6 separate regions of the Mus musculus genome follow, and all the other regions are linked to region 1. A link is a contact called in public Micro-C and promoter capture Hi-C data. All regions are on one chromosome and are shown on one strand. Each heading gives the region's core, a stretch centred on a gene start, on an enhancer-like site or on the middle of the called end of the contact. The rest is flanking DNA. Distances are from core to core; before and after follow the strand shown.

Region 1 (4,952 bases), core at 1,581-4,080:
CTGGGGGCCTGGTGAGCCCCACACGGCCACTCCAGGACAGGTCCAGCTGCCAGCCTAGGCGGCTATAATGGTACAAACTGGTGCAGGGTACGAGGTCCTCCTGACGAGGCGTTACTTCCTCTTCCACATGGACAGTCTCTATCTGCTCACACCAATGCCTGTCCAGGGACAGGAGAGCACAGATACCAGCATTGTCCATTTTGTCACCGAGAAGTTTTGTACTATGAATCCGAGGCCCCAAGGGCTGCTGGGAGAAGTACTTGAAAGAAGGGAAAGATTAAGGGTTGATAGAAAAGGGCTAAAAGAAAATCCTGGCATCCCAGAGGGAGCCTGGGTATAGACAGGCAGGAGGATCTTATCCCTGGGAGCTGCTTACCCATTAGCCTGAGTCCATAGCATCCCAAAGAGAAGGGCAAGAGGCAGCATAGTGCTCCACCACAGGTCGCCTTTGGGAGGACCTGATGCTTGGACTTGGGCAATGCTGCTGGAGGAGACCAGAGAGGATAGCACTGTCCCACAATGAGGTCTGAATTAACCTGGAGGTCAGTCTGTCCAAGGCTCTTCATAAGGGTAGATTTTATCCCAGCCCCTGGGTACCAGCTGTTCAAAACCAGATTGGACCTACCTCCAGCATCCCTTCACAGGCCAATTCTCCCTGGAAACAGGCCCCATCCCACCCATCCAGGAGTGTGGGTGTGTGAGGGGACCACAGCTGGACACTTTGAGCCCCTGGCTTTTCTACACTGTCAAGCACTACCACAAACTAATATATGAGTGTGGTCAAGACACCTTCCCTTTCTGGGCGTTTGTTTCCTTACCAGTAAAAACTTCAGGGACTTTCCAAGGCTGCACAGATGGGCCTCAATAAGCTTTTTGAAACTTCAGGTGTGGGAGGGTCTCTCCACCCTCCAAAAACTGCAGGGCTAGAGAGAAGGTGGCTCAGTGTTTTAGAACACTTGATACTCCCAGATTTGGTTCTCAGCAACCAAACTTTTAGCTCATAACCACCCATATATATAGGCAAAACACATGAAATAAGCCATTGCCTTTATTATGGTGTTCTCTCTATGCTCTTTCCTCTCCCTGTCCCCTCAGCTCAGGTGCACAGGAAGAGAAAACACCCAAGTTATGTGGAGACAATATGGAACCGTAAACCCTTCGCTCAGTGAAGTCAGTCTTTTGAGGGTATCTGTATGAGGTGGTTGGGGCCATTTGGTCACCTGTGGTTTTTCTGAGGGCCCCAAAGCATTCAAACACTGAAAGGATCCAGGAAGATGGGAAGGAGAGAAGGGTGGAATAAGAGCGGGGGCGGGGGGAGCTTGTTCCCCCTGCCCCTGGATGGAGCAGTGTTAAGCCGGATAGAATAATCCCAGCATCCGTCTGGTTTAGAGGAGGCAGCTGCAGGCTCCACAGGCAAATCCTGGTTACATCCTGGTCACCAGTAGGCCTCCAAGGCCACTGGGCTGGAATGCGGCTGGACCGGAAACTCTGAATCCTTCTATTTCATAATGAAATGAGGTCCCACTGGGCATCCTGCATGGTCACCCCACCTGGTGCACCCCACCTGGCCTGGGGGTTCCTTCCTCTGGGCCTACTATTGGGCCTGGGACCAAAATAGGGCCAGTATGAGTTTCCCCAGTTGCTTCCAGATATCTAGGGTTGGTGCCTGGGAGTTGAGCAGTCCTGGGGAAGGGTCAGCATCTATTCTGGGCACAGTGTCCTTCTAACTTCTCTAACATTCTCACCTGGCCACTGTTCCTGCATATCCTACATACGTGGACTGCAGTTCTCAAAGCCCATTCTTGCACACAGAGAGGGACACAAACTCTGCTCCTAGCCATCTTTACTCAGTGAAGCAGCCAGTTATTAAAAGAGCCTTTTGCATCTTGAGTCACAGGACCTCCTGATCCTTCAGGTCGGTCTCCATTGCTCCAGATTTCACTCTAACTATCTGTAAATGTTGAGGACATCCCTGCTCCATCTTATAAGGCTAGCCTTGGGTCACTGCCCTGATTCCACAGGTGTCACTATCCTTGTGTCAGGGTGCCATTGTCAGGGACCGTGTCCTATCCAAGAGGGCCATTTAATGGCCTCCTCTTCCCAGACTCTCTCCCAGCAGCTCTGTTCTGCAACTTGGCTGACAAGGGAAGCTTGGACTGGGGAGAAATGTAACTTGGATCTGCCCTTTTCCCTACAGGGGCAGGCAGGCGGAAATGGGAGCCCATGGGAGTTTGAAGAAAAATCACAGGGCATGGAATATCCAGCCTAGATTTTAATTCCAGGGCTGGGTGAGGGTGTCTGAAGAGCAGAGGGGGATGGCTTAGGAGTACCTGCACCCATGAGCAGAAATGGTGGAAGTCTGGGGAGAGATCCACACCTAACGCCAGGAGGTTTTCTTACCCACGGACAACACTCCCCCGCCCCCGCCCAGCCCCGCCCCACCTCACCCCCTGCAGTTTCCATGCCTGTCCAGCGGTCTCAGTCGGGGACTTGGTTCCTTTTTCCCCATTTTCTACTTTGAGAGCCCTCTCTCTGCCCTCTTAGATTGGTTCTTAATCCTCAGTCTCCGCGGTGAGACTTGGATCGCGTCCTCCGGTCTGGGTGGATCCTGGTGGAGAGTTTTTTGACCGATTCTCCCAATCTCTGCTGGCCAGACAGTCTCCCGCGGGACCGCGGCGCTACCACTTACTCGGCTGCCACTGGCGATTTTAAAGACAGCCATACACACATTGCTCTCCTCCCCAAACACGCCCCCTCCTCTCCCTACTCCCCCCAACTCTTCACTACTACCACCACCACCCCGTTCCGCGCTCCACCTTTCTCCAGCTCCTCCCTCCTAGGCTGTGAGCACCCTCCCTTCTAGCCCGAGTGCCCTTCCTTCTAGCCTCTTCTTCTCCTTCCTCTCCCCTCTGCCCTTCCTCGGTCCTAAGCTCCCACTTTCCATCTCCACACTCCGGGCATCTTGCCCTCAGACCGTCACCTGCACCCAAGCCCATTAGTGCACCCTCCCGCGGCAGGTCTCTCGAAGACCCTCCGCTTTAGCCTGTGCCCCGGAGCAGTGTTCCCGCTTCCCGGGTTCCTCCCCCCGATCACCCGCAACGCTGCCCCACACCCTCTCCCTCCGCGTCTTTCCTTCCCCTCCCCGCGAAGTTTCAGGGCTGTCAGTCCCGGAGTCTTTCGGGCAGCCCGCACCCAAGCTGCAGGCAGCCGGCGCCATTGTGCAAACGGCCGCCCGGGACCGGAGGCCCGAGCGCCTGGGTCCCCGAAGCGGGCCGCGGCACGTAGCCGCAGGAGCCCGCCAGGTAAGGACACCCGAGACTCCCGGGCAGGCGTCTCCCCCGCCACCCAAACGGAGCTTTACAAGCCCTGCCGACCCACGGCAGGTGACAACCCCGAGGGAAGGGGCGCGCAGACGCGAGTGTGGGGGAGGGGGGGGGTCAGACCAGGAGGGAAGGGAGTCAGGAGGGAGGGTCCTGGCGCAGATGGGGAGACTAGGAAACTGGAGGGGAGGGCAAGGACTCGGGGAGGCCCGGTGGGAGCAGGTGGGAAGAGGGCGGGAGGGGCCTGCGGGGAGGATCCCCAGGAGCGGGAGTAGGGTTCCTCGGGATAGAGGAAGGGTCCAGTGCGAAAGGGCAGGAAACGGGCTCAGGGATGGGGCTGGTCGGGAGCGAAGGACGCTGACAGGTGAGCCTAGAGCAGGGCAGGGGGCCGGGACCCGGAGTGACTCCGGAGCTCTAACAGGGGCGGGGATTGGGGGGAGTCTAGTCAGAAGGAAAACTCCGGAGAGGGCGTGAAGTCAGTGGGGAGCAGAAATGGGCAAGGGGGCTGCTGAGAGGGAGGTGTGTTGGGAAGAAAGGGGTATGGGGAGGGGCAGAACGAGGGAGTAGGTCCAGAGAATGTGGGGTTAGCTTGGATTCCCCCCCCCAAGATGGGGGGCGTGAGACCTGGAAGCTAGGGAGCGGACTAGGAGGGGGAGGGGAAGAACAAGGCTGGGGACCGGGAGGGGAGAGAAGCGGAGCCGGAGCTTGCAGGGTAGGCAGAGGGGGAAGGGAGGCGGGGGCCGCTGAGGGGGGAAGGAGAGCAGCGGGAGGGAGGGAAGCAGAGGGGAGGCTGGTGTGGGGGAGGGGGAGGGAACTGAGGAGAGGAAAGAAGGAAAAGAAACCCGAGTGGGGGAGGAGAGGGGAGGGGCAAGCGGATGGGGGAGAGCAGCTGAGAAGGGGAGGGCGGGAGTGGGGGGGGGGAGGAAGGAAAAGAGGAGGGGGAAGGAAGGGAGGGAGTGTGCAGCCTGGGGAGGGGGTGGCGTGCGGAGAACTAGGCGGGCGGGCACAGGAGGAAGGGGGAGGGGAGCGCTGCCCAAGACTGCTGGTAGAGGAGGGTCGGGAGAGGCCGTAGCTGCTGAGGGCCGACTCGAAGGGGGCCCCTGGGGGTTGACCCGACGGGTGCGCGCAAGGGAGGAGCCAAAGGGGCGGGGCAAGAGGAGGAGCCCCAAAAGGCTGCCAGATTTGGTGGGGAGAGAGGGCGGAAGGCAGCGAGAGGGGAGGGGCAGAGGGAAGGCTGCCAGGGAAGGGGGAGGGGAGCCTGCTAAAGGAGGGGCAGAGAACCGGTTGGAAGTGGAGCTGAGAAGTGCAAAAATCGGGGAGTGTCCTGGCCTGGTGTGGGGGTTGTTCTCGCCCGGTTAGTCCTATGGGGGTTGTGAGTCTTTGAGGTAGGGGTTTAGGGAGAGGAAGTCAGAGTCATTTACTACCTCTGCAATAGCCCTTGTTCACCTCCTCCCACCCCCGTATCCCTAAAGTGTTACTGGTCCTCCAGGGCTGGCTCTCATTTCACTAGCTACTGCCCTAGGGGCTGAAGGGTCCACGTGTAGCTTCCCTCTCCCCATCTTGGTCCAGAGAATTAAGTGGTCCCTGTACTTACCCTGGCAAAGACACAGTGGGTGGTGAGTGACTGCTGAT
Region 2 (4,952 bases), core at 1,633-4,132, 4.3 Mb before region 1:
TCCAGAGCAGCCAAGGCTACATACAGAGCAAGACCCTCCCTCCAAAACAAAAAACAAAAAAAACAAAACAAAAAACAAAAAAAACAAAAAACAATGTGTGTGTGTGTGTGTGTGTAAAATGTCTCCAAACTTAAATCCTAAATGACAGAAACATGTGAAGGAGAATAAAAATAGCCTGATGATTTAACAAGTCCCTTATTTACTCTTCAGTCTTCTGCATAGTTTGTAGAATAGCATAGCCTCAGAAAGATATTAGCAGCCAACTTTGAGGAGGCAGGAACAAAGACTTGTTAATCTGCACTCCTGAAGCCATCTCTATCTCCACCAGCCTTGATAGCTGGTTATTCCTATATTCTGCCCAGCTGTGGTTTTCTCTTTTGAGAAAGACTCGCTGTGCAACTCTAGTTGAGGCTGGCCTCAAGCTCACGACACTCCTCCCTGCCTCAGCTCCCAAGCGCTATAATCCCAGCTGATAAAATATCAGATCCAATTTAACTTAATTTTTGTATCTTTTAAAATACGTTCATTTGTAAAACACTGTTCTTGGCCCACAAGTATTAGAAGATAGAACTTTGTAATTTCTATTAAGGCTTATTTAGAACAATGTAAACTTTAGAGCTACAAGTGCAGAAAGCCCAAAGTTTACATACTAACAATCAGTCCAAAGAAAATACACCAACAAGCTTCACAGGTGAAGCAGGGCTTGGTTGAAAACACCTTAACATCAGCACTCAGAAAACAGGCAGAAGCCAGCCTGGTTTCCATGCAGAGCTCCAGGACAGCCAGGGCTACAACATAGTTAAGACCCAGCCAATAAATAAGTAAAAATAAAATTTACAGGTAAGTTAATTCTTCCAAGGAAATATAAATATATAGTTAGAACTGCATATAAAAACTTTAGCATCCGGCTGGCGAGATGGTTCAGCAGGTAAGAGCATTGACTGCTCTTCCGAAGGTCCTGAGTTCAAATCCCAGCAGCCAATCACCCATAATGAGATCCGATGCTCTCTTCTGGTGTGTCTGAAGACAGCTACAGTGTACTTATTTATAATAATAAATAAATGTTTGGGCCGGAGCGAGCAGAGGTCCTAAATTCAATACCCAACAACCCCATGAAGGCTCACAACCATCTGTACAGCTACAGTGTGTGTGTATTAAAATAAAATAAATAAATCTTTTTTTAAAAACCAACTTAGCATCCTAGGGGATGGAGCGCTGACTCAGTAATTAAGAGCACTTACTGCTCTTACAGAGGACCTAAGTTGGGTTCACAGCACCTACATGGTGGTTCACACCATCTATCACTCTAGTTCCAGGAGATCTGACATCCTCTTCTGACTTAAGTCAGATATAACCAGGCATAAAATGCAAGCAAAACACTCATACGCATAAGTCTAAATTTTTTTAAAAACAGCATCCTTTAAAGGTTACAATTTATAATTCCAAGATGTTATTTTTGTCCTAGAAAAGGTACTCAATGGTTACATTTCACATACATTTCACATACACGACTGTGATTCTAAGAGCAAATGGTATGCAGCTAATGTAATAACTTGAAAACAAATAATACAATACAACTGTATTTGAAATTTAACAAATAACAAAGACGAGGGGGAGGAGGTTAACCAGTCATTCCTAGCATAGTCAAATATATTCTTGCAGAAATCTAAGATAAGTTCAGGGCGTTTGCCTAACATTCGAAAGGGACATACAGAAATCCAATTTACCCCTGAGAAGAATAGAATGGAGGCGAGTCCTTGGCCTCAGCTTCTTCTCCACACCTAGAGGGTAACCTGGAGATCACAAACCCACTTAATCAACCCACTTTTAAGGAATGTTATTCAAATAACCATTTTCGAATGTTTTGGGATTGAACACTAAAATTTTAATTATATTTGTTCGTGTCCTAATCATGAATTTTTACCACTTGGCAAAAAGCAGCATACTTGGCAGATACTTAGCATTAAAATGTCTAACATACCAACATAACGATAAAGCCGGAAATCTATCATAGTCAAACGCCACAACGTTTTCCAACAAAACTTTCAGGAACAAATTGTACTTCATATTTCTCAACAGGGAAATACAAGCGAACACCCCAGCTACGTTCTAACAGTACAGTTTTCGGGCGATGAGCGCTAGCCAGAACACGTCTTGCACCTTCCGCCGGGTCCAAAACACCGGGGAGAGTCAGCAGTGGGTGGAGCGAGGGAGGCGGAGTCGTGAAATCAAGTCCAGACGACCACAGAGCGAAGCGATCCTCCCCAAGATTTCTTAAAGCCTTCTCTTGGGCACCAGAGGGGGAGGGCTGCTTTCCAAACAGCAAGACTCAACTAATCTCTCAGCCCAGGAGAAGCCGGAGATCAAGCCAAGCCAGGTAAACAGCCAAACCAGGCGACACAGGGAGTCCCCGCCTCTTCCTCCAGCGGAGACTCAAACCAAAACAACCCAACGGGTCCTCCCCGGCTCGCCGCGGCCTAGCGCGCCCGCCACCCGTCCCTGGCTTGTTAGACGCCGGGGCCAGCCGGGGCCAGCCGCGGCCTAGCACGCCCGCTCCCGCCACGCTTCCCACTCTACGGTCACCCCAAGCCCAAAACACGTCACAATCGCGGCCCGGGGGAAGCTCGTCCTTGGGAAAGAGAGCTTCGTCACCACGGAGACCGTTCCCAAAACTCGCCAGGCCCGGGTTCCAGGGCCGAGACGGAGCGCGAGCGCCGGTTACCTCGAAAGCACGCGGCCCGTCCGCAAACCTTACCGGTCAGGGCCTCCGCCCCGCACGCTACGCCGCGCCCCGAACCTCCGCGGCCACCACCACTGCCTCTCAGCGTAGACCGGCTACACCTTCTCTAAGCGGAGAGCCGGCGGTGCGTCACTTCCGCCCCAGGGAGGCTCGCTTCCGCCTCTGCTGCTGCGCATGCTCTGCGGCGACACGCCCCACTCGCTAGCTGTAAAGAGTCCTTTAGTGGTTTCCCTGACAGCTTTTTCCTCTGTGGCTTTTGGTCAGTGATGTAGTCACCTCAAAACACAGTCCGTTTGAAACAAATTAACTGACTTACCAGCGAAATGGGAAGGATCGCTCAGAGGCCAGGTGACCTGGGTCTTAAATATCAGTCTAAGCTAATACATGTTTCAATATATACAGAAGCCCCAAGAACTGTCATAGCTATCACGAATTGAACCATCATATTCCCGTGTTGCTATGAAACTAATGACATTTACCGTATCACCAGCGAAGAAAGCATAACATTAAACAGAACAATAATATACAAAACTCTAATTTCAAGTTCTTTCATTTTCCACACAATTCAAGTCCACATTGGCCTCCATAAGACAGGTTCTTAATATTTGCTGATTCATTTGTTTCTTATATATTGAAATTTTTTAAGTTGGGTGTCTGTGTGTTTGCTTGTTTGTTTGTTTAAATAGGGATCTCTTCATTCTGGTCCTCCAAAAGGAAAAATTACTGTTGAGAGACATAGGCTGTTGAAGCAAAAGTTAAGTTCGGCATTGTGGGTTTTAAAGAAATATTTATGATTAAGACGGTAGTGTATTCATGAGATAAGTAATATTCCAACACAAGATATGATGGATTTGAATAAAATACACTTGCTTCCATGAAGTTCCAATTCAAACTGCACATTTAACAGAGAAAGGTAAGCTATATAAGGCAAAAGTAATTTTAGAAATTTAAATTATTTTCACTTCCATATCACGATCAACCAAGTCTTCCTTTTGAGGTATTTCTTCCTGTGCTGCTCTAGAAAACAACCACAAGGGAAAGCAGGTCACAAAACCACAATGTCTATAATAATATAATGAAATTGAGATCTTTTGCGTTTCAGACACTTCATTTTAGTGCAACTATAGGGGAAAATGCCCTGGAGAGAGAGAAAGAGAGAGTGAGAGAGAGATGAACAGACAGACATCTCAGGGCATTTAACCACAAAGGGGCATTCTGTTGGTCAGGAGACACAGCTACCAAAATGCAGGGCAGGGTTTTAGTTTTTAACTTCATACAGAACCTCCTTACTGAGATTACTCAAGACCCCATGATTGCTCTCATGGCTGGCTGTGAGTTAAGGCATTCTACTGCTCCAGGGTGAAGACATCCTGTTACTTTTTTAACTAATTGATTTATTCACTTTACATTCCAATATTACATCTCCTCCCAGTCCCCTCTGCAGCTCCACCCCTCATCCCCTCTCCTTCTTCTCTGAGAAAGGGGAACCCCCCTGGGTATCCCACCACCCCTTACCCCCCCACACACACACACATCAGTCACTATAGGACTGGACGCTTACTCTCTCACTGAGGCCAGACAAGGCAGCCCAGTTAGGGGAACTGGATTCACAGACAGGCAACAAATTTGGAGACAGCCCCTACTCCAGTTGTTGGGGGACAGTATGAAGACCAAGCAAGCTGCAGGTCTGACAAACACATGCAGGGGGCCTAGGTCTGGTCCCACGCTCACTCTTCAGTTGGTGGTTCAGTCTCTGGAAGTCCCAGTGGTCCAGGTTAGTTGACGCTGTGGGTCTTCCTGCGGAGTCCCTACGCTCTCATTCTGTTATCTTTTAGACTTGGGCTTTATTAGGAACACTGTAATCAGGAATTTACAACGAAGCTGTACGAAGAGAAGCGGGCGGGGCTTGGGCTGTCTTAGGAAAACATCTAAGTAATCCATAGCATTAGAGCCTGCAACCTAGTATCAGTGGTCAGATATTAGCAGGCTTAAATCTTGAAAATGGACTTCTTCCACATAATTAGCAGTTTGTAAAACCAGGATTCAAAATTGCAGGCCTTTGATTACCATTTAAAAGAATGGGATCTGGGGCTGGCTGGGAGTATAGCTCAGTTGGTATAGTGATTGTCTAGAATTGCCCAGAATAAACAGGGTATGGTGGTGCATGCCTCTAATCCCAACACTCTGGAGGAGAGAGAGCAAAAGGATCAGA
Region 3 (4,952 bases), core at 1,693-4,192, 3.9 Mb before region 1:
CAGGTCGGGTCGTGAGATGTCACAAAGCCAGAAATAGGGAAAGAAGTCAGTGGCTGGTAGAGGGTACCACTCCCCAGATGCTGTGTAGTTGAGGCCCTGGGAAGGTGAGCCGGCTCCCAGGTTCCTCGCCAAGTGGCAAGCATCTCCCTAGCAGTAAATCATCTCTCCCCTAAATGGCTGGGATGTTGCCATCAACAAGCCCCCTGCCATGCGTTGGAAAAGCTGGTGAAGATTAATTTCTACCTGCTCTGCATACACAGCATTTTGTTCCAAGAAACAGCGAGTTCCCTTCGCAGCTCTTGCCCTTGACAGGAGAGTGGGGGCCCAGTTGAAGGGTACGAGGGGCTTGGGAGTGGGTTGTTCCCGGGTAGCTGTTGAACCAAGGCCTCGACCTCTGATAGAGTGGTGGTTTCGGTGGAGAATGGCAAGGCCTGGCCACCCCAGGGGACGCTTTCCCACCCCATTCCTGCTCCTAAGCAGCCAATGTCGCTTCTGGGGCTCCTGGATCCTCTAGGCGGAGTCCTTTATGGTGTCCCCCCCCCCACCTCCACCTCCTTTCCCCTGTGCATCTGAGAAGAGAGGTGACAGGTGGGATGCTGGAGGAGCCCCGAAGGCTCCCCCGACCTCCACCCCACGACGTCCATCCTGCAGTCGGCAGCCCCGAGGGCGCCCCCTTATCTGGTGAGGGGCACCTCCTCTCTCTGGTCCAACGCCGCCACGGAGGAGGCCTTGCTGAGCACAGAGGGGGCGAACGTGAGGAAGGAGTCCGAGCGGGAGGTGGAGGCACAAGTGAAGTCTGAGGCGGCGGCAGCGGCGGCGGCCCTGGGCGCCAGCCCGTTGGCCGGGCCGCTGTGGCAGGCGAGGCAGGAGCAGGGCCCGGCGGCAGCGGCGGCGGCGGCCGAGGCGCCGAGTCCGTGCGCCGGGCCGGGATAGAGCGGCGGGTGGCGGAAGGCGCACAGCAGTTCGGGCCGTGGGTAGGGCTGCGAGAGCACGCGGAAGGTGTCGAGCGGGCGCAGGGGGCCGCTGAAGGGCGAGGCGGCGGCCGAGGCGGCGGACGCGGCGCCCAGGCCCACGGGCGAGTAGTAGGGCAGGGGCAGGTGCGACGGGAAGGGGTAGGGCAGGCCGCCCGCGGCCGCCGCGTGGCTCATCATGTAGGTGTAGAAGGCAGGGTCGGCCGGGTGCGGCCACGTCATGGCCAGCCGCTGACGCTTGTCCTTCATGCGCCGGTTCTGAAACCACACCTGAGGAGAGGAAGAGGAGCGCCTTGGAGGGCTGCGCCAGGCCCAGGCCCATGGCTGGGGGTGGGTGGGGTGCGAGGGCCATGCTCGCAGTGAGGGGGGCTGGGGAGTGGGGGGAGAGTCAAAAGCAACTCCAGCTGACAAGGGCAGGCCACCAACCCAGATGGAAACCCTCGGGAGCAGGACTGGGCAGCCGCTCAGCCTGCCCACCGGGCTTAGCATCACAAGCTGGAGTGAGGGTACTAAGAGGAAGGCCTGCCTCAATGGATCTGGGGAGGCAAAAGACATTTTCCCATAGATTTAGGGCTCCCTGTTCTTTGGGGACACTGTCACTTGCAGTCACCTGTCTCCGTAGTCTGTTTGCCTAGGAAAAGGACGGGAATCTTGGCAGCAGTGGCTGACTATGGACTGTCAGAGGGAAATTCTGAGTGTACCAGATTGGAGAGTCCAGGCCCAGACGATTCAGCTGCAGTAGACCGTTGACATCTCCTTCCTACTAACCTAGGTACATAGCCACCTCGAGGATCCTAGCCCAGCCTACCTTGATGGTAGTTTCAGGAAGGTTTAAGGCTGCTGCCAGTTCGCATCTCCGCGGTCTTGAAACGTAGTTCTCCCTGTAGAACTCTTTCTCCAGCCTTGCAATCTGCTCCCGGGTAAAGGCCGTGCGGTATCGGCGCATCTGGTCACTGGCGCTGCAGGCCAGGGTGCCTTGAGAGCCGCTGCCGCCGCTGCCACCGTTACTCTTGGGGGCCTCGCTGCCACTGGTAGGACTGCTACCCAGAGCATCGGAGCCTGGCGCTGCACAGGAGCCCAGAGCACACAGGTGCACATACAGAGACACAACACAAATACACAAACAAATGCTGACTTCAGGCTGGAGGAGGGGCATTAGAAGGAGAACCCCTTAGCTTCCTCAGTCACTGATTCTGCTGGGGCTCTGGAAGCTTCACCGGAGAGGTCTTGACACAGAAAAGGTTTGGGGCAGGCTTAAAGTGGCTGTTTGGAAGACCTGGACCTAAGGCATACTGGGTCTAAAGGCTTCCCTTCCGCTTGCCCCTGGGTGCAGCAAAGGGCATATCCCCTGAACTCTCTGCTTGTGTTGGTAGGGATGGGTAAGGATGTGCCGGAACACTGAATTCTTGAGGTTAATGTATTGTAGCTTGTTGGACATACAGTGAGCTTCCTCGATCTTGTGTGTGTGTGCACCAGTATGCCAGTACCAGGTGTGGGGATGTGTGTTGGGTTGCACCTATTGCAGGAGTGGTATATTTTGAGTATGGGTTGTGAGGACATGGTATGGTAGAGAAGCTGGGTTAGATAGATGATAAGATGATAGGAGATGGAGGTGGATACTTAACAAGGTGGTGTTGGCTGCCTAGGCCTAGAGGTAGAGGCAAGCCTTTCCCACCCATTCCCATGGTTTTGTGGAGGTGTGTCTGCTGATGGGCTTCCAGTCTTTCATTCCTAGGAGTGGATATTGTTGGTATAGAGAGACTCCCTTCTGAGCTATCCACCCCCACTCCCATTAGCCCCTGGTGAGAAGGAGCAGTGTAATTAAAGTACCAACCCCTTAGACCCACCCCAGAGGAGGGTGGGGCTCCAGCCCCCCTGCAGCTGCTTTTCCTTTGGGTGGAGAAGTGAGACTGAGGGAAAGAGGGAGGGGGAGGGCCCAATCCCCGCCTTTTCAAATGCAACCGGAGACCAAAGGCAATTAGACCATTGGGACCATTTCCGACCTGGCGCCGCCAGCCCGGGAAGTGACAAGGTAATTTGGACCTCTGACCGACGTGCAAACTGGTCGGAGGGCTGCAGCCCTCCGGAGACCAGAGTCCGCCACGATTTTACGGTCCTTTATATTCTCCGGGCTTCCGCGCCTCCTTGTGCCTTGCTCCCCTCCAGTCAAACTGCCCGGACAACCGTTTGATCTTGCCCTACCCGACGGATGTGTCTTTCCGTCTTAGCTGAATCATTCCCACAAAACTCGGGGGTTGGGAGGTTGGGGTGCGTTTTGGACCCCTCAAGTCAAGACTTGTGCCAACGCTGACATTCGTCCAGGCACAACTGTCACTCTAATGGGATAACACGAGAGCCCTCACACACACTAAGGTGCAGAGAGCAAAAGAGTTGTTCAGGTGCCCCCGCCCCACTCACCCAACCCCCAGCCATCCTGCCCCAAGGGAAAGGAGCATCTTGCACCTGGCCTGAGATGAAGGGAACTGTGGGTGGAGTGGGCGGACCGGGGAGCGGAGGGGCAAGGTGGCTACCTTTGCTGTGCTGGTACTCGGCGTTCCCGGTGGCGCAGTCTGGGGTGCAGCTCACCTCGATTTCTTCATAGAAATCCGATTCGGTGTCTGAGCTACTAGGTTGCCCTTGGCCAGAGAGGCTGTCCGCGGAGGGGACTGGGGGTCCCGGGCCAAGCATGGCCGCTCCAGCAGACCGTGGCTCGGCGCCCAGCCCTGCAGCACTGCCTGCTAGTCCATCGACCGGCTCCTCCTCCTGGCCTCCCCCGCCACGCTCCCGGGAAGTCGGAGGGCCGGCTCGCGGGCTCAGGCAACCGTGGGGCACCATCTTCTCTGGCGGTTCAGGCAGCGGGCTGCTCACGGCTTCGGACAAATTAGAGACCCTCTTACCAACCAGAGTGCCAAGCTGACCCCCATCCAGAAACATAACCATGTCCTTTCGGCTCTCCATCCCCGGACTCTCCAGAGGGGGGGAGGGGGAAAACCCCCAAGTAAGCTCCTAATCCCAGGCTCCCTGGGATCTTGGCTGAGAAGAGGAGCTAAGGCGACAAGGCAGGCGCCGGGTAGCCCCAGCGCCGTGTCGACGGCGACCGCGGAGATGGCAGTGGGGAGCTAGGGTCACCTTGTGATGCGAGCGCTCCTCTGTGCCGCACCGCCTCTGGGAGGAAGCCCCATTGCCCTCTTCTTTCTAAGCTGTCATCCTCCTGCTGCAATCGTCATTACAGTACCGCTGGTGACGCCACTCGGCGAACGCAAGTGGATAAATAGAAACGTCTGCCACAGTGAAGATGAAAGGAGACCCGCAGCTAATGGCTCGGCAGTGATGCGCCAGGTGTGGGCCTCGCTCGAATGGGGAGGAGAGTGTGAAAACAGAGAGACACACACACTGGGAAAGGGAGACACCCAGACACAGAGGATGCAAATGGAATTCCGCACACAGAAAAGGGAGCGCTTAAGGCGCGCAGCGAGTTCCACAGGGGCAACAGGACTTGGTAATTGAAAAATGCTTTTGAAATTTTATTTTATTGTTGTTTTGACTTCTGTTTTCTTAACCTGGTGTCTAGATCTAATACTAATGAAAGAATCCATAGCTACTCTTTGGAAGCTGTTTACAAACCCAGGTTTTCTGAGTATTAATACAACCGCTTGTCTTTTTTTTTTTTTTTTTTTTTTTAACCAGCTACTGAAAAGGTACCCTCCACCTCAGTTGTCTGGGGAGCTTGAGCCTAAAGTACCCGTTCCTCCCTCATCTCCCCAACCCCATCTGTCTCCCTCCTAAGAACCAAACTTTATTTTCATCCCCTAACAGCCAAAAGATATCGTTTTCCCCTTTGAGAACCGGCCTTGTGTGCTAACACAGTGTTCCTCGATTTTAGAAGAAGAAGAAAAATCTCTCCCCACCCAGATCACCTGGCTAAAATTCGAAGTGTTCAATGAGTTGTTGTTGTTAATTATCTCTATCTAGATGGCCTGA
Region 4 (4,952 bases), core at 942-3,441, 3.8 Mb before region 1:
AGAGCTCCTTTTCCTCAAGGAATAGTCAGCGCTCTTGGGACCCACTTTCCCACATAACAGCTTTCCAGAGAGGTATCAGAAGTGCTGGAGAGTCAAGTGCCTTTTCAAGCAGTCCCAGATTCAGGACATTTCCAGGTGGCACTGTTGAACACAGGAGTTCCACCTATCTAGTGAACAGAGCAAGGACCACGCACATCTGGAAGCTTAAGGTAGGGTAACAAGGCCTATCTGTGTGAAAATTTGCCTTGGCCTTGGGTACAGAAGCAAATCAGATAGTTAATGGTGTCTCACATAGACCCAGCTTTTATTTTCCAGAGAGGCTGTCTGCAGAGAGCTGCTGCTCATCTGAATTTCTTTCTCTCTTTCCTTTCCTCCCTTGTCTCCTTGCCTCCTTCTTCCCCTTCTGTCCCTCTTTCTTTCTTTATCCCTTTCTTTTACATTTAGATGCTCAGATACCCAGGCCTCCCACCCATCACCTCTCGAGAGACAGAGGTAGAACTGGCAGAGATTCCTCTTGAGTATTAGCAGAGGCATAGCCTCCTGGGTGTGGGCTTGCCAAGCAGCTGCAACCAACTGCAGTGTCTTGCATCTCAGAAGCCAGAGCCTAGCCTCTACCTGGTCAGCTTCCCTGTGTCCTCTCCCTCTCAGAGTGCTATCAGGGTTGTTTTTGTCCTGGATTCCTTTTGGGAGGAACCAGAATATAGCCAACTAAAAGCAAGACTCTCTCCCTGCCATTTGCAGAGGTCTGAACAATGTGGTTCAAGGGTCCTGGGCAGTCAGTAGCTCTCTAGTTCCAACTGGAGCTGGCAGGACTGGGGCATCCTGGAGACCCTGTAACCCACAGGTCAGAAGTAAAGCATCCACTATGCAAGCTCCATGGATCCTGCCGAAAAAGGTCACCTTTCCTAAGTTTGATATAAGGTCCACATTTGGGGGCTAGCATGCCGTAGGCTGACCATTTTCAATTGCCCAAAGGTAGCACCCTGGGCTCTAGAGTCTCTTATAATAGGGCCCAAACCCAGCTCAGCCTCCTAGGGAATGGACTTCCTCATCACCACCTTGTTAAAATGTGCACAGTATACGACAAAAATGGCTGGGAAAAGGACTGCCCTCGCCATGTCTTTGGGGGTAGAGTGGGGTACAGACAGGTTTGGTCAGAACCTCCTGGAGCCAAGGAATGTTTAGGCTCAAAGGAGAGCGAGAGAGAAAGCAGTGTGGCGGAGGTATTTGCTAGACACATTCTCCCAAGGTTTTCCTTCCAGTTCTGCCAGCACAGAAAGGCCAGAGACCCAAAGCCAGCATTCTAGTCCTCTAAAGGTAGAGGATGGGGAGTATGCGTTTGCCTCTGAACTGTGGTTTGGGAGGTCGGGAGTGGTGGTGGTGGTGGTGGTGGGCTCTTGCCAGTCTATTGATTTTTCACCTCACTAAGGCAGCTGTGCAAGGTTGGATGACAGGAGTAGAGAGCATGAACCGATTGATCACAGTGAAGGAGAAAAACCTTCACTGACCAGAGGATGGTGTAAGACAGTGAGGACAGAGGATCCAGGCATTGATCATCGGCCGATGGATTTCGGACAATATTCATTCTTTGTGAGATGTTTGAGGCCGTACTGGTTTACTGTAGGTTCTGGACCGTCCAAAGATCTTGACAGCCTTAGTATGACTTTTTTACCAGCCACTTTGGGAAGCCAAACTTAAGAATTGAGGCCAGCTCCAGGCCCAGAAATGTATAGGATAGCTAGCCTGCTACAGGGCCCGTTTAAATGATCAAGGCGACGGGGACTCATGGCCACTCCATAGCAGACATGGGAGCACCCAAGGTTGGCTGGGGTGCACATCATAAACACTCCACTTGTTAACAGCGCAGAGCCCAAGGGTGCTTCCAAATAGTCCCTTGCATGGGGGGGGGGGGGGTACAGGTTCAAGAGCCAGGTCCCCCAACCTCCACTTTGAGGCAGCCCCCACAGTTCCGGCCTTTGAGCCATAGGTGTCAGGCGTGCGTCTTCTGGCCCATCAATACAGATTACATATTTATATCAATCGCGGGCTCCGAGGGCGCCCTCAGAGAGCGGCCCCGCGCCTACGAAACCAAACTGGGAGTGGTCGCGTGGAAACTCTGGCTCGGGATTGGCTGCAAGCGCCCGCCGCGGTGCGGGGGGGATTGCTAATCGTATTCAGCATGTTTTGCACAAGAAATGTCAGCCAGAAAGGGCTATCTGCTCCCTTCGCCAAATTATCCCACAACAATGTCATGCTCGGAGAGCCCTGCCGCGAACTCCTTTTTGGTCGACTCGCTCATCAGCTCAGGCAGAGGCGAGGCTGGTGTTGGTGGCGGTAGCGCGGGGGGCGGTGGAGGTGGCTACTACGCCCACGGTGGGGTCTACCTGCCGCCTGCCAGCGACCTGCCCTACGGGCTGCAAAGCTGCGGGCTCTTCCCCGCGCTGGGCAGCAAGCGTAATGAAGCGCCGTCGCCCGGAGGCGGTGGCGGTGGTGGCAGCGGGGGCCTGGGTCCTGGGACGCATGGCTACGCGCCCGCGCCCCTAGACCTGTGGCTGGACGCGCCCCGCTCCTGCCGGATGGAGCCGCCCGACGGGCCGCCGCCACCGCAGCCACAACCCCAGCAGCAGCAGCAGCAGCCGCCGCCGCCCCCGCCGCAGCCACCTCAACCCCAGCCACAGGCCACTTCGTGTTCTTTTGCGCAGAACATCAAAGAAGAGAGCTCCTACTGCCTCTACGATGCTGCGGACAAATGCCCCAAGGGCTCGGCCGCCGCTGATCTGGCCCCTTTCCCGCGGGGCCCGCCGCCCGACGGCTGCGCCCTGGGCGCCTCCAGCGGAGTGCCAGTACCCGGCTACTTCCGCCTGTCGCAGGCCTACGGCACGGCCAAGGGCTTCGGCAGTGGCGGCGGCGGCACGCAGCAGCTCGCTAGTCCCTTTCCTGCGCAGCCCCCGGGGCGCGGTTTCGACCCGCCGCCCGCACTGGCCTCTGGCTCGACCGAGGCAGCCGGGAAGGAGCGAGTCCTAGACTCCACGCCACCACCCACTCTGGTTTGCACCGGTGGCGGCGGCTCGCAGGGCGACGAGGAGGCACACGCGTCATCCTCGGCGGCTGAGGAGCTGTCTCCAGCCCCTTCAGAAAACAGTAAAGCTTCGCCGGAGAAGGACTCCCTGGGTAAGCAGAGCTCAACCGAGGGCTCAAGTCAGACGGGCAGACAGACAGACAGACAGACCCACAAGGAAGGAGCAGAGGACCAGAAGCCCGCGCGGCAGCCGTAGGCCTTGGCCCAAACTGACGGCAGGCTGACCTTCTGAACTTGTTTTTAATATTTGGGCGTGGGGATGCTGTAAAAATCCACGTCCGGCTTAGGGCCCCACACCAAGACGTCCTCAGCTCTGGCCCCTGCTCACCCAGACTTGGGGGATGAGAACACCAGCGAGCAGCCCTCCTCCCGTGCTTGCACTTTCTCGTGGCCCTGAGTACCCCCAAGCCCTGGTCCTTAGCCCAGCCTGCTCAGCGCGGCCCACGCGGGGGGGAGGGGCAGGGAGGAAAAGTGGCTCGCTTGCAGATAGCACGGATGTTTGTAAGGCATCCAAAATAAGCAGCCGCCAGAGCCAATAAATAAGCCCATTAACCGGCGAAGTTCGAGTTTACGATCCCCCATGCGTTTTTCAAAGTTTCTGGAGGGGCGGGAGTCCTGGTTGTAAGAAAAAAGAAAAGACAAATTCGGCCGGAACGCTTGGGCCCAGAGCTGAAAACCTAGGAATGGCCATTCCCCTTCTCCTGGAATCTGGTGCTGCCCAGCTTCACACTCCGGTTACTTGGAGGGACAGGAGCCAAACCCAAGCCCTTGACCCCAGAATCGGGTTTTTGGAACTTCCCCATTGGCCCAACTATGCCCTTCTCCTCTAGCCTGGGGCGATCTAGGAGGCTAGGGTAAGCCAGTGGAGCTGCCAGCCTCTCGTCCAAAGAAGCATTCCCTTACCCCAGCTTGGGGGCCGGCAGGAAATGCTTCCCTGCCCCTGGGTGAGAGGCAGAGAAAGGCGTTAAGTTCAAGATGTACGGCCTCGCCTCCTCCGGCCTTTCATTCTCTCAGCGCCCCGCGGCGTGGTGCTAAAACAGGTGCCTGGAAAAAAGTAGAGGAAAATGTAAATTGGGAGGACCGGGTGTGGATTTGAGGCCGATTTTGTCATGCCTTTTTGGAGGGATTTCTTGCAAAAGGAGGGAGGGCATAACCCTCTCTCTATGACTTCGGGCATCCCACTAAATGGGAAAGACCCGGAATTCACCCCCCTCATACAGCCCGAGTGGCCTCGACTTAACCTTCCCCTCTGTATTCTCTTAAACTCCAGGCAGTTCCAAAGGCGAAAATGCAGCCAACTGGCTCACAGCAAAGAGCGGCCGGAAGAAACGCTGCCCTTACACGAAGCACCAGACGCTGGAGCTGGAGAAGGAGTTTCTATTCAACATGTACCTTACTCGAGAGCGGCGCCTAGAGATCAGCCGTAGCGTCCACCTCACGGACAGACAAGTGAAAATCTGGTTTCAGAATCGCAGGATGAAACTGAAGAAAATGAACCGAGAAAACCGAATCCGGGAGCTCACAGCCAACTTTAATTTTTCCTGATGAAACTTCCAGACAACGTCTTTTCGCTTCCTGAGCGCCTGGACCCATCCTCTGCCTCCAGCCTCTGCCCCAGAACTCACACCTGTGCCGGAGCCCCTTTCTCCCTCCCACACTCGCCATCTCCCAGGCCGTTTCGTCTGTGCAGGGCTGGTTTGTTCTGGCTTTTTTTGTTTGTTTGTTTCTTTGTCTGTTTGCTTGGTGTTTGTTTGCTTGTTTTCTGGGGGAAAAAGCCATATCGCTAAAATTCTATAGAGGTTGAGATCTTTCTCAGTGTCAAGTCCTGAATGGGCTGGGTTTGCTGCCTCTGGGACCCACTGCTAGGAAAGGG
Region 5 (4,952 bases), core at 1,818-4,317, 3.8 Mb before region 1:
GAAGGTAGCATAGGCAAACTCCTCCAGGTTCCTACCCCAATCCTCTCTCTTCTGCCCTTTGGAAGTCCAGAAGCCCAGGCAGACAGATGCAGAGGCCCTCATTTCCACATTTGACCTCTTTCTGTGTCTCCACCAAAGCTTTGGAGGGCCACCTTCTCAGAATATTCATATTCTCTCTCTCTCTTTCTCCCTCCCTCCTCCCTGCCTCCCTCTTTTATCTTCTACTTAACTTTCAACTCTTAGTCAACTTCTGTCTTCTCCTGAGACCCTGCCTGAACCTCACACCTGGCTTGGGGAGTGAGTTGTCTCACCCTTGGGTACCTCTGGCACCCAGACAGCCCAACACAGTCCTCACTGCCAGTCCATCACCACCTCACTCACAGCACCCTCTCTTTGGCCCAGGTTTTCAACGATCTCACACAGAGACTCCCCTTACCCTTTGGAGCAGGGACAGAGCCTAAGGGGAAGTTTGCAACTTACAGTCGCTTTAGAGCTTAAACTCTCCCCAGTGGAGTGTTTTCAGGTGGATCACATAACTTGCTAACAATATGCAAAGATTTGAGAAGACTGGCCATATTTAACTTTCCAAAAGTACATTGAGATCTGAGGAGCCTGGATAGCGTCTTTCACAGACACAATGTAAGCATTCAATTTCCATACTGCTCCCAGAATCCCCACTGCACCCACAGACAAATAATTGCTACACTCCCTCGAAACAGTGACTTTGGCCCCTCAAATTAAGAATGGCCATGCTATTTCTTCAAGTCTAATGGTTCTCTTACAAACCACATTTGTCAAAATCAATAACTTCCCACTCAAATCGTTTTTAGGTGAAAAACATCTTGCTTGGTTATGAAATAATTCTTGCCATCCAGCCGGCTTTTTTCTTTCTTTCTTTCTTTCTCTCGGTTGTGATGTGAGAAGCTGGAGTGAAGCAGAGTAATTTCCAGTTTAGAGACTAATGGCTGGGAGGCACACGGGGCTGGGTAGGTTTTGCCTCGCTTATTCGCACCTCATTTCTGCCCACAGGTGCCGTGTATGGGAGTCACGGGCGCAGAGGCCGCCAGACCTACACGCGCTACCAGACACTGGAGCTTGAGAAGGAATTCCACTTCAACCGCTACCTGACTCGGCGGCGCCGCATCGAGATCGCTAACGCGCTTTGCCTCACCGAGCGCCAGATCAAGATCTGGTTCCAGAATCGGCGCATGAAGTGGAAAAAGGAAAATAAACTCATCAACTCCACGCAGGCCAGCGGGGAAGACTCTGAGGCCAAAGCGGGCGAGTAGACTCCAGTGCAGGGACCAGGCCAGCGTTGTAACCTCTATTGGCTTTGCCCCCTGGTGCCCTTGTCTGCTCCCCAAGTTTTATTCCAGCCTGCTTCTCCCGCAGCTTAGGGAAAAGCGTCCAAACCTTTGCAAGCGGCTACGCATTTACTTATTACAGAAAACAAACAAACAAAACCCCACACACCCAACGTCAGCTGTGGGACAGACGCACTGTACACACAAACACACAGGTTTTCTCCCCAAGGCTGCCCAAGCCAGCTTGCGAGGCCCGCGATGCACCCAGAATTGGCCCTGCTGCTGTGTTAGCGCCTCTGCGCTCTGTGAGCCACAGACGCGGGGTTGTGGGGGAAGAAGGAGCCCCAGGCAGTGCCCTGTTTGGTGCCTGGGCTTTTCCGCCTTGGTCCCTCGCCATCAAATTCTAAAGGGCATCGCCAAATCGGCTCTGGCTACTGAAAAGAAAGGGTCTACGAGCTGGGCCCCAGCCCTGTCCCGGCCTCTCAGGATGCCCCTAATCAAGAAGCCTGAGGAACAAAGAGGAACACCCCCCTTCCCCGACAGAACCAAATCTCTCTATCGGCGCGTAACCGTCAGTGGGAGAGTAGCAGCCTCAGCCGAGGCAAGCCAACCTGGGTTTACAGCTTGGGAGCGACTAGGCTCCCGCAGGCTCCCAGCTCCCGATTTCCACTCTCAGCCTCATACAGCTCGGACGCAATCCACCTCGCAGCTTTCAGGACCCAAAGAGGGGGCCCAAGACCATGAGAGCCGCAAGAGTCCTGGCTTCCAAACGTGCCAGGGACGCCTGAGATGCCAGGCCTCTAGTAGAGAGAGTCTGCTCTCTTCTCAGCTACATTTGTGATTTACTTTCGTCTTTCGGAGCCCAGGAAAATAACTACGGTGATACTAGACACAGCCACGAAATGATTCCATTAGTTCCCGCAATTTATTCCCAGTGGTCTAAGCGAGATCCCAATAGCTCTACCCACCGATCCCAGCTTCCAAGCAGCCTCGGAGGCCGTTTGGGTATCAGGGCCCAATCTCTGGGTTCACCAAGAACCCTGCTACCTGGGGCCGGGCTGATCAGAGGAACCGGACCAGGGATGAAGATCTTCCAGGCTGGATAAATAAACAAATCAGATAGCAAACTAATGGCACGAAAAACATATTTGCACGGAGGAAAAAAATGATTCTGGTTATACGAGTGTATGGAATTTGACCTCGCCTCGGAGAAACACTACACAAAAGCTGTCTTTAATAGACGCCTGTGGTTTAAGAGCGGCAGGGGCACTGTCCTTCATGCGTTCACAAAAACAGAGCCGTAATTGTGGCTGCTGCTGTGGGCAGGATTTATTTCTTCAATTGGCTAAATCGTCTTCCCTTCCTCGAAGGTGATATCTGTGTTTTCAAAATTCACAGCTGCCGGCCGGGCTGGCAAACCGACCCCAACCTCTACACAAAAATAAGAGGGGATACAAAGCCGGGGAAATAAAGTTGTTGTAAATAATTCTAAGTCACCACCTCCCCCGAATCCTCTGTATCCTCGCCGGGCGTGCGATCGGCAGCTGACGGCCTCACAATTGGTACATCCTAATGGAACTGCGAGGGAAATGCAATAATTTTGCCATAATGGGCTGTAACCTCAATTCGACCCCGGCCCTTGAAGCCCGAGGTCGGAAGCGAAGCGATGCGCCCAGTCTCCAGCGGGTGGCGCTCGAGTCCGACTGAACGGCGGCAACGGGTGGCGGGGACGCGCCCAGGGCGCGCGCGCCACCCCTCTTGCCTCCACCCAACTCCCCCATTAGTGCACGAGTTTACCTCTAGAGGTCATCAGGCAGGATTTACGACTGGACAACAAAAGCACGTGATTCGAAGTCGTACCCCATATTTGGGTGCCTACGTAGGAGGGAACCGAGTACATGTCCCAGTCATTTCCATAATTCATCATAAATTGTGCAAGGGTGCTATAGACGCACAAACGACCGCGAGCCACAAATCAAGCACACATATCAAAAAACAAATGAGCTCTTATTTTGTAAACTCATTTTGCGGTCGCTATCCAAATGGCCCGGACTACCAGTTGCATAATTATGGAGATCATAGTTCCGTGAGCGAACAATTCAGGGACTCGGCGAGCATGCACTCCGGCAGGTACGGCTACGGCTACAATGGCATGGATCTCAGCGTCGGCCGTTCGGGTTCCGGCCACTTTGGCTCCGGCGAGCGCGCCCGCAGCTACGCGGCTGGGGCCAGTGCGGCGCCCGCCGAGCCCAGGTACAGCCAGCCGGCCACGTCCACGCACTCGCCACCGCCCGACCCGCTGCCCTGCTCAGCGGTGGCCCCCTCGCCCGGCAGCGACAGCCACCACGGCGGGAAAAACTCCCTGGGCAACTCCAGCGGCGCCTCGGCCAACGCCGGCAGCACCCACATCAGCAGCAGAGAGGGGGTTGGCACGGCGTCCGCAGCCGAGGAGGACGCCCCTGCCAGCAGCGAGCAGGCGGGCGCCCAGAGCGAGCCGAGCCCGGCGCCGCCCGCTCAGCCCCAGATCTACCCCTGGATGCGCAAGCTGCACATTAGTCACGGTAAAGCCAGCCGTTTTCTGATCCACGCGTCCGTGGGGGCGCGGGTCTTGGTCACTCTCTGTTCTCTGCAGCCTCTCTCCCGTCTCTCTCCTAGTCTCGCCTCTCTCCAGCCCGCAGAGCCTCTCCCTGCGGCTCCCTTTTCCCTGCCTTTCTCTTTACTTCCTCCCAATTACTGCAGCAGCGATCTGCATTCACAGATACTGGGGAGAGGGGAGGGAGGAAAATGGGGTGGCCGAGTAAGTTTAAATGTTGAAAGAGGAAGAAATTCCGTCTGGAACCCCAGTGCCTCGGAACTCTCTTCAGGGTCAGGCCAGCGGAGTAGGGCATGCAGGGGTAGGGATGGCAGTAAGGGCCGTGAATCGGGCTTGTCAGGGGAGATAATTTATGGGAAGGGCTACGCTGGGGAAACAGCGTTACTAATTAGAGCCCCCTAAAAGGGGCTTGGGGGGAATAAGCCAGGCGAGGGCAGGCGGGATTCTGAAGTTTGAGGGCAAGAGGGAAAGCGAAGGAAAGGGAAGAAAAAGAAATCGGGCGCCCCAAGCGTACACTGGAACAGAAGGCGGCTAGCTCGGCTGGAACTTTAACTGAGGGTGACCTAGAGGCCACTTGGGAACTGAGAAAAAAAAGTAGTGCTTCAGTGCGTTTCTGGGCGGTGGGCAGACTGGGAGGGCAGTGCCCCCACTTAGGACAACTCGTAAAGGGCTAAAGAGCAGACTAGGGGGCGAGGGAAAGCCAAGCTGTCTTTAAACCCAGAGTTCCTGCCTCAGGTGGGTCGGTTGTTCCCAGAGTCCAAATCCGGTTGTTTTTCTCGCCAGAAAGGAAGGGAGAAGGAAATTTGGGGAGGGTGGGTGAGGAAGGAGAACTTGTTGAGCCTTCTCCGCAGCTCAGGACCCTGGCTGAGTTTTGGAACCAGGTGCTGAGGAGTTGGTGGCTAAACCGCTGACTTTTTTGTTACAGACAATATAGGTGGCCCAGAAGGCAAAAGGGCCCGGACGGCCTACACTCGCTACCAGACCCTGGAGCTGGAGAAAGAATTCCACTTCAACCGCTACCTGACCCGCCGAAGAAGGATCGAAATAGCTCATGC
Region 6 (4,952 bases), core at 1,161-3,660, 3.7 Mb before region 1:
AGACGGAGGTAGGGTTCTCTCAGGCAGCAGAGGTGGCTGGAAGCTCTGGTTAGGAGAGGTGGCCAGCAAGAAGCTAGAAGGGCCAGACCTTATGACAAAGGTGTGGGCCAGTAGCTGAGAAAGGGGGTCTCTCTCCATTTGGCCAGTGTTTGCTGAGCAGGGTGAAGGGTTAGGGCTGACCTGAGCAGCCTGAGCAAATGTAAGAGGAAAATCAATGAGGAGAATGTGCAGACACACTGCCATTTTACTGATGATGCTTCCAGCCACTTTGTTCAGTGCTGGGTTGGGGGGGGGGGGAGGCAGAGTTCCCAATGCCGGACCCAGTGAGTCCAACCTGGAGGGCATGCCATTGTTTCCAGAGCAATAGCTGCCTGGGAGGGATGGAGAGAGAGAAGCCTGGGGTGCTGGGGAGCATGCCAGCTGCCCGGAGGTCTGGTCGGTGTGATTTGCAGAAGGGGGTCTGGGGCTTAGTTTGAGCTCCCACCAGTGTTTTTGGGTTGGGTGCTTTCTGTACACCCTAAGCCAGCCTGGAGAGTTAAAGAACTGGCCTATGTGCCCAAGATTGGAGGGAATTCTGTAGCTGTAGTCCTTAGCAAGCAGAGACAACATTTCTCTGGCTTTATATCCCCTGAAAGGGAGCTATTGCCTGTATGGAGGGAGATTAGTTAAACTGCTCCGCTCCAAAATATTGGCCAGGCTGGGGCTAATTGGGCTTTGGGGACCTTCTGCTCCTGGGAAGAGTGAAAGTCTTTGGAAAGGTGAAAGAAATTAGTCTTTACTTTGCTCCTTGAAGCAGATAAAGAGATCCCTGTGAGGAGTTAGGAATCAAATTTGCCTTCTTTAGTTAAAAAAAAATATTCATATTCCTTTATTTAAAAAATTCAAACCAGGCTTCTCCGACTTGAGTGAGATTTACTTCCCCAGGCAGGGTGGATTCTGCCCTCCCTCGTGCAGACCTCGGTGGTAACTGTGCTTAACTGAGGCTGTTTGAGTGCTCTAAAACACCCCTTGGAAATAAAATGTAAGCTTTAATTGCTGTTCAATTACTTGTCAGCATTTCATATGATTTATGACCCAGTTCTGGTGCATTTTTGACCCAGTTAAAGACTCATAAATAATATAGTTTCACTAGAAAGAAGGAGAAATGGAGTAAAGGTTTGTTAGAGGCATCTTTTTATTGTGGCTTCAGTGCCGACAAGAGAATAAATATCTAACAACAGACTCTCCAGCCTGGTTCTGTATAAAAAGCATGCACAGTAAGAAGCCAATAACTGCTTTCATAGAGCACAGTTGGCTTTTTCTCTCCCCTCCCAGGAAAGAGCTAAAGCCACCCAGGTTATGGCCAAACGATTAGCTATTAGAAAGACTGGTCCCCTGGACTCTCAAAGTTCCATCCTCATCTTCATAGGCCAGCATATTTCCTCAATACCTTCCCTCCCCATCTTTGGATTTTAACGATACTTCTTGCCAAAAGTTACTCCTCACCTTCCTCCCTGGCTTGCACAGAGAGTCTTGGAGCGGTGAGCCCCCTCAGAGATGGGCAGGACACCCCTTGAATGGCAGAAAGGTTCCATCAGGCACCCCGTTGCTACAAGTACTCTTCTGTGCCTTAGAAAACGCTTCTTCTGGTCACTCTGGAAATCACGGGACTTAGAAAAGATGGGGAAGCCCACGGATGCTGAGCAAAGAAAAGCTTGGTGGTTTGGGAGAGGCTGTGGAACTGCGGGATTCGCCTGGAAAGCGGCAGTGAGCAATTTCTAGAAATGGATATCAAATAGCAGCGAATCTTCGATCACAACCCAGTAACAAGCCAACAAAACCTTGCTATTATAAATTATTAATTTTAACAATCTCGCCTATGCTTGCTTCAAAGCCAGCCTTTTGGATTTCAGATGAGCCGCGGGTACCCGCAATCTATGTGCCAGGACGCCAGACCCGCTTATTGAAATCAGAGCTCTATTTTGCCGGCTGGGACCCACCGCCCAGAGCCACCTAGGTGCTAGTCGAGGGCGCACGGAGCTGAGCTCTCCCGCGGCTCCTGCACTTCCTTCGGTCCGGCCTGGTCTTGGCACTCGGGCTGCTTGATTTGGTGGTGCAAGAAAGGTATGCGTTGCATACGCCCTAGCCCTTTGCTCCAACGCTCTCAGCCCCCTTGGCTCAGACAGTCCACTCCTAGGTCTGGTTCTCACGGCCTTCCCTGCAGCTGGCTTAGCTGAGAAGGCGGTGAGAGTCGCGTCAGCAGTTTGGAGGAGAAAGTGCGGGTTGATTATTGACCCACGCCTTCTTTCTTCAAATGCCACATCCGACCCTGAGGGTTTGAAGAGAAAAAGCGGCCGAGCGGATTTTGCGGCCGGCTCTCACCTCCTACACGTCCCGGGCTCTTCCCTTTCAAGTTGCGCCGCTGCAATCTGCCATAAGGAGCAAGTGTTTGCTGTTTTGTGCTCTGTTTACAGCTTTGGGGAGCCGAGTCATAAATCTTGCCCAGCCATAAATGACAAAAACCATTGGTATGCATGAGGCCACCCTGGCCCGGAGTGCTTTTTTGATTTCTCCCTTTCCCCCCTGGCTTTGTTTTTGCTCTAAGGTGACACTTTGGCTCCCTGACAGTTTAAACATACTACTTATATTTTTAACACCTTCCTTTGAGAGGGACCCTCGTTGACGCCTCGGAATTGCACGAAAGCTCCTTTTCTCTCTTCTCCGCCCCCCCCCCCCCCCGTGCTTTGGAGGAGTTTGTTTCTGAAGCTGGGAAGCTGAACGGGGCATTGGGAACGACCCCATCCTCTTTAACGTTGTGGCATATTACCAAGCAAATGTAGGCTTTTCCTCAACCAAGCAAAAGGAAGGCCATTCAACTAATTAGAGGGTGAAATATCCCGGATGTCCATTTGTGTTGGTTCCTTAGCTATCTTCCTCATGGACTACCTGCTTCCGTGCCCGCCGGTACTGTGCAATGGGTACACAAGAGGTGGAGACTTAAGTTTCTGAATATCTTTGTGTGTGCCTGAGCCCACAAAGGTTCATTTTACTGTAGGGACAGTTGTCCATCTCCCTGGGATACTTCCTTCCGTTAAGCCTAGAAATTTAACCAAAGGCAGTTGAATTGCATTTGGGAGGTGTCTGGAAATAGGCCCTACACCACAGGGACTGGCTTTAGGGTGTCTGTATTGGGAGCGGCAGGTGAAGAAAACTGCCCAAAGTCAGGGCAACTCATTTCTTCTTCTCTTCTTTCCCCACCCCCCACCCCATGAAAATGTCCATGGCAGGGAATTGCGTGGTTTCTCAGACAGATTCTTAAAAAATAGAACCCCACAAGAGAGCCCCTTTGTGAAAGCCGTTTGTCCTCATTAGCATAATTTTCCTGGACTTTAGTGACGCCTAGGAAGGAGAGGGAGGGCGTGGGGTGGGGGAGGCCGCCCTCCTCCCGCTGCCGCGGAGCTCGCTCTGCTCCTGTTCCTCCCCTCGCCTCAGCCCCATCCCCCCACGCCGGCGCTTCCCTAGCCGCTCTGCTCTCCCCTCCCGCCCGCCCCGGCACCCCTTACCGCACCCCCCGACCGACCCCTGCTCGGCGCAGTATTCATAAGAAACATACCCAAGTCGGTGCCACTAGCCCCGCGGAGCCCGGCCGCGCCAGCGCTTATCTGGGGCCGCGGCCGCGGGTAGGGCGGGGGCGGGCGTGGGGGAGGGGAGGGGAGGGGAGGGGGTCCAGCCGCCCCAGTCCGCCGGGGGCCAGCCGCCGGAGCAGCCAGCGGTCCGGCTCTCCGCCGAGTCCCGGCCTTGGGGTCTCCCGCCCGCACGCCCGCACGCCCGCACGCCCGCACGCCCGCCCGCACGCCGGCTCGGCGGATGCTGAGGGTCGGTGGCATCCCGCGCCGAGGGGACCCGGGGCCGCAGCCTGAGCCCGAGCCCGCGGCGGCCGTCAGAAGTTAAGGTAAGCGGGGCCACTACCGGCCGCTCTCAGCGTTGAATGGTGGAGTGTATGTCTCAGTGATTTATGGCTGCAGACTTAAATCTCGGTTCAAGAAGAGTTCACAAGCCGGAGCTTCCTCGCCGGCAGTGACTGATACCCTCACACTTCAGTTCAGGCCGCGCTCCCATCCCCGCCCCCACTCTCCCCTCTTCCCTAGCCCAGCATCAACTTTTCTGGGTTGGTGAGAGATAGAGAGAGGAGTGGAGTGGGAACCGGGGCTTCTATCTCGACGTCCCCTTTCAAACTCGGGTGAGGGGAGGAGAGGGAGCAGAGACTGAAGGTGTCGAATTTGGGCATACCTTGTGGTGTAGAGACAACAGGGCTTCTTGCATCCTGTTCTCAGTTCAGCCTCCTCAACTCGCTTCAGCTCTTGCACCTGGAGGTTATTGTCCAGGAACAGAGCGTCGGGAAGGAATCTCCCTCCACCCTCAGCCCTTGCTTAGGGGGACAAAGCAAAGTTTCCTGGCTGGCAAATCTCCAACTTATTTACTAGATTGAAACTTTGGGGGCTGGAGGGGGCGGGTTGTGTGGACTCCAAGGTGATTGCGGACCTCAAACAATGGGATCTCTGAGCTGAATTCATATTTTAAGTTTGTGGACGCTGCCCTAGGCACTTTGATTTTTAAAGATATTTTTTGTTATTTTTACAAGACCATGTACAGTACAATGGAAAAAGGCTTAAGCAAGCTGTATGCTGGTATAGCCTGTGCTAATGGCTCAGAAAGTCACTAGAAATACCGCATGCTCAAAATCAACTTCATTTTGTTTACCTAATATTTTGCTGTTCAAATGTCTAGAGTAATTTTCTTAACCCGACGTTTACCTTAATTAAGCTTGGTACCTCAAAAATTTATAATGACAGACATTAATGCTGCCAAATGTAATGGGAACTGTTTTCAGTGTAAGAACTAGAAAAGTAGACATTAAGTTGTAATTCACTCTTAAATTTTATTTTACCCTTTATTTACTTTTCATGCTGTTA

The links. Promoter capture Hi-C pulls out the DNA fragments that hold promoters and counts their contacts. A called contact is a pair of places that touch in the nucleus more often than the background predicts.
Region 2: a contact with region 1 is called in a promoter capture Hi-C map of cranial neural crest. The contact joins the promoter of Tax1bp1 here to the promoter of Zfp467 in region 1. A contact is called at or near these places in 2 of 39 promoter capture datasets (cranial neural crest and liver).
Region 3: a contact with region 1 is called in a promoter capture Hi-C map of embryonic stem cells. The contact joins the promoter of Evx1os here to the promoter of Zfp467 in region 1. A contact is called at or near these places in 1 of 39 promoter capture datasets (embryonic stem cells) and 4 of 484 Hi-C or Micro-C datasets (all in embryonic stem cells).
Region 4: a contact with region 1 is called in a Micro-C map of embryonic stem cells, with 7 times the contacts expected there. The contact joins the promoter of Hoxa10 here to the promoter of Zfp467 in region 1. A contact is called at or near these places in 2 of 39 promoter capture datasets (both in embryonic stem cells) and 3 of 484 Hi-C or Micro-C datasets (all in embryonic stem cells).
Region 5: a promoter capture Hi-C map of embryonic stem cells shows a contact between it and region 1, with 5 read pairs. The contact joins the promoter of Hoxa5 here to the promoter of Zfp467 in region 1. A contact is called at or near these places in 2 of 39 promoter capture datasets (both in embryonic stem cells) and 1 of 484 Hi-C or Micro-C datasets (embryonic stem cells).
Region 6: a contact with region 1 is called in a promoter capture Hi-C map of embryonic stem cells. The contact joins the promoter of 5730596B20Rik here to the promoter of Zfp467 in region 1. A contact is called at or near these places in 2 of 39 promoter capture datasets (both in embryonic stem cells) and 4 of 484 Hi-C or Micro-C datasets (all in embryonic stem cells).

The regions. Positions count from the first base shown.
Region 1 is chr6:48,443,703-48,448,654 of GRCm38.p6, reverse strand. It overlaps Zfp467 (zinc finger protein 467), which reads left to right and starts at 2,830. Exons shown (of 5, transcript NM_020589.2): 1 at 2,830-3,302. Sspo (SCO-spondin) reads right to left here and starts at 481. Exons shown (of 103, transcript NM_173428.4): 1 at 377-481; 2 at 1-158. The coding sequence starts at 426.
Region 2 is chr6:52,711,659-52,716,610 of GRCm38.p6, reverse strand. Tax1bp1 (Tax1 (human T cell leukemia virus type I) binding protein 1) reads right to left here and starts at 2,882. Exons shown (of 18, transcript NM_025816.3): 1 at 2,756-2,882.
Region 3 is chr6:52,312,822-52,317,773 of GRCm38.p6, reverse strand. Evx1os (even skipped homeotic gene 1, opposite strand) reads left to right here and starts at 2,942. Exons shown (of 4, transcript NR_038163.1): 1 at 2,942-3,003; 2 at 4,204-4,470; 3 at 4,944-4,952. It overlaps Evx1 (even-skipped homeobox 1), which reads right to left and starts at 4,276. Exons shown (of 3, transcript NM_007966.4): 1 at 3,503-4,276; 2 at 1,780-2,036; 3 at 1-1,241. The coding sequence starts at 3,929. The coding sequence ends at 675.
Region 4 is chr6:52,232,178-52,237,129 of GRCm38.p6, reverse strand. Hoxa10 (homeobox A10) reads left to right here and starts at 2,191. Exons shown (of 2, transcript NM_008263.3): 1 at 2,191-3,171; 2 at 4,350-4,952. The coding sequence starts at 2,196. The coding sequence ends at 4,624. Gm52902 (a long non-coding RNA gene) reads right to left here. Exons shown (of 2, transcript XR_003956434.1): 2 at 4,479-4,952.
Region 5 is chr6:52,202,702-52,207,653 of GRCm38.p6, reverse strand. Hoxa5 (homeobox A5) reads left to right here and starts at 3,067. Exons shown (of 2, transcript NM_010453.5): 1 at 3,067-3,865; 2 at 4,823-4,952. The coding sequence starts at 3,304. The region is part of intron 1 of Hoxa3 (homeobox A3); the gene reads left to right. It overlaps Hoxa6 (homeobox A6), which reads left to right. Exons shown (of 2, transcript NM_010454.3): 2 at 1,030-2,796. The coding sequence ends at 1,289. All of the region lies in intron 1 of Hoxaas3 (Hoxa cluster antisense RNA 3), which reads right to left.
Region 6 is chr6:52,174,613-52,179,564 of GRCm38.p6, reverse strand. It overlaps 5730596B20Rik (RIKEN cDNA 5730596B20 gene), which reads right to left and starts at 2,410. Exons shown (of 1, transcript NR_163848.1): 1 at 1-2,410. All of the region lies in intron 3 of Hoxa3 (homeobox A3), which reads left to right. LOC115490409 (a long non-coding RNA gene) reads right to left here and starts at 4,386. Exons shown (of 2, transcript NR_168044.1): 1 at 4,270-4,386.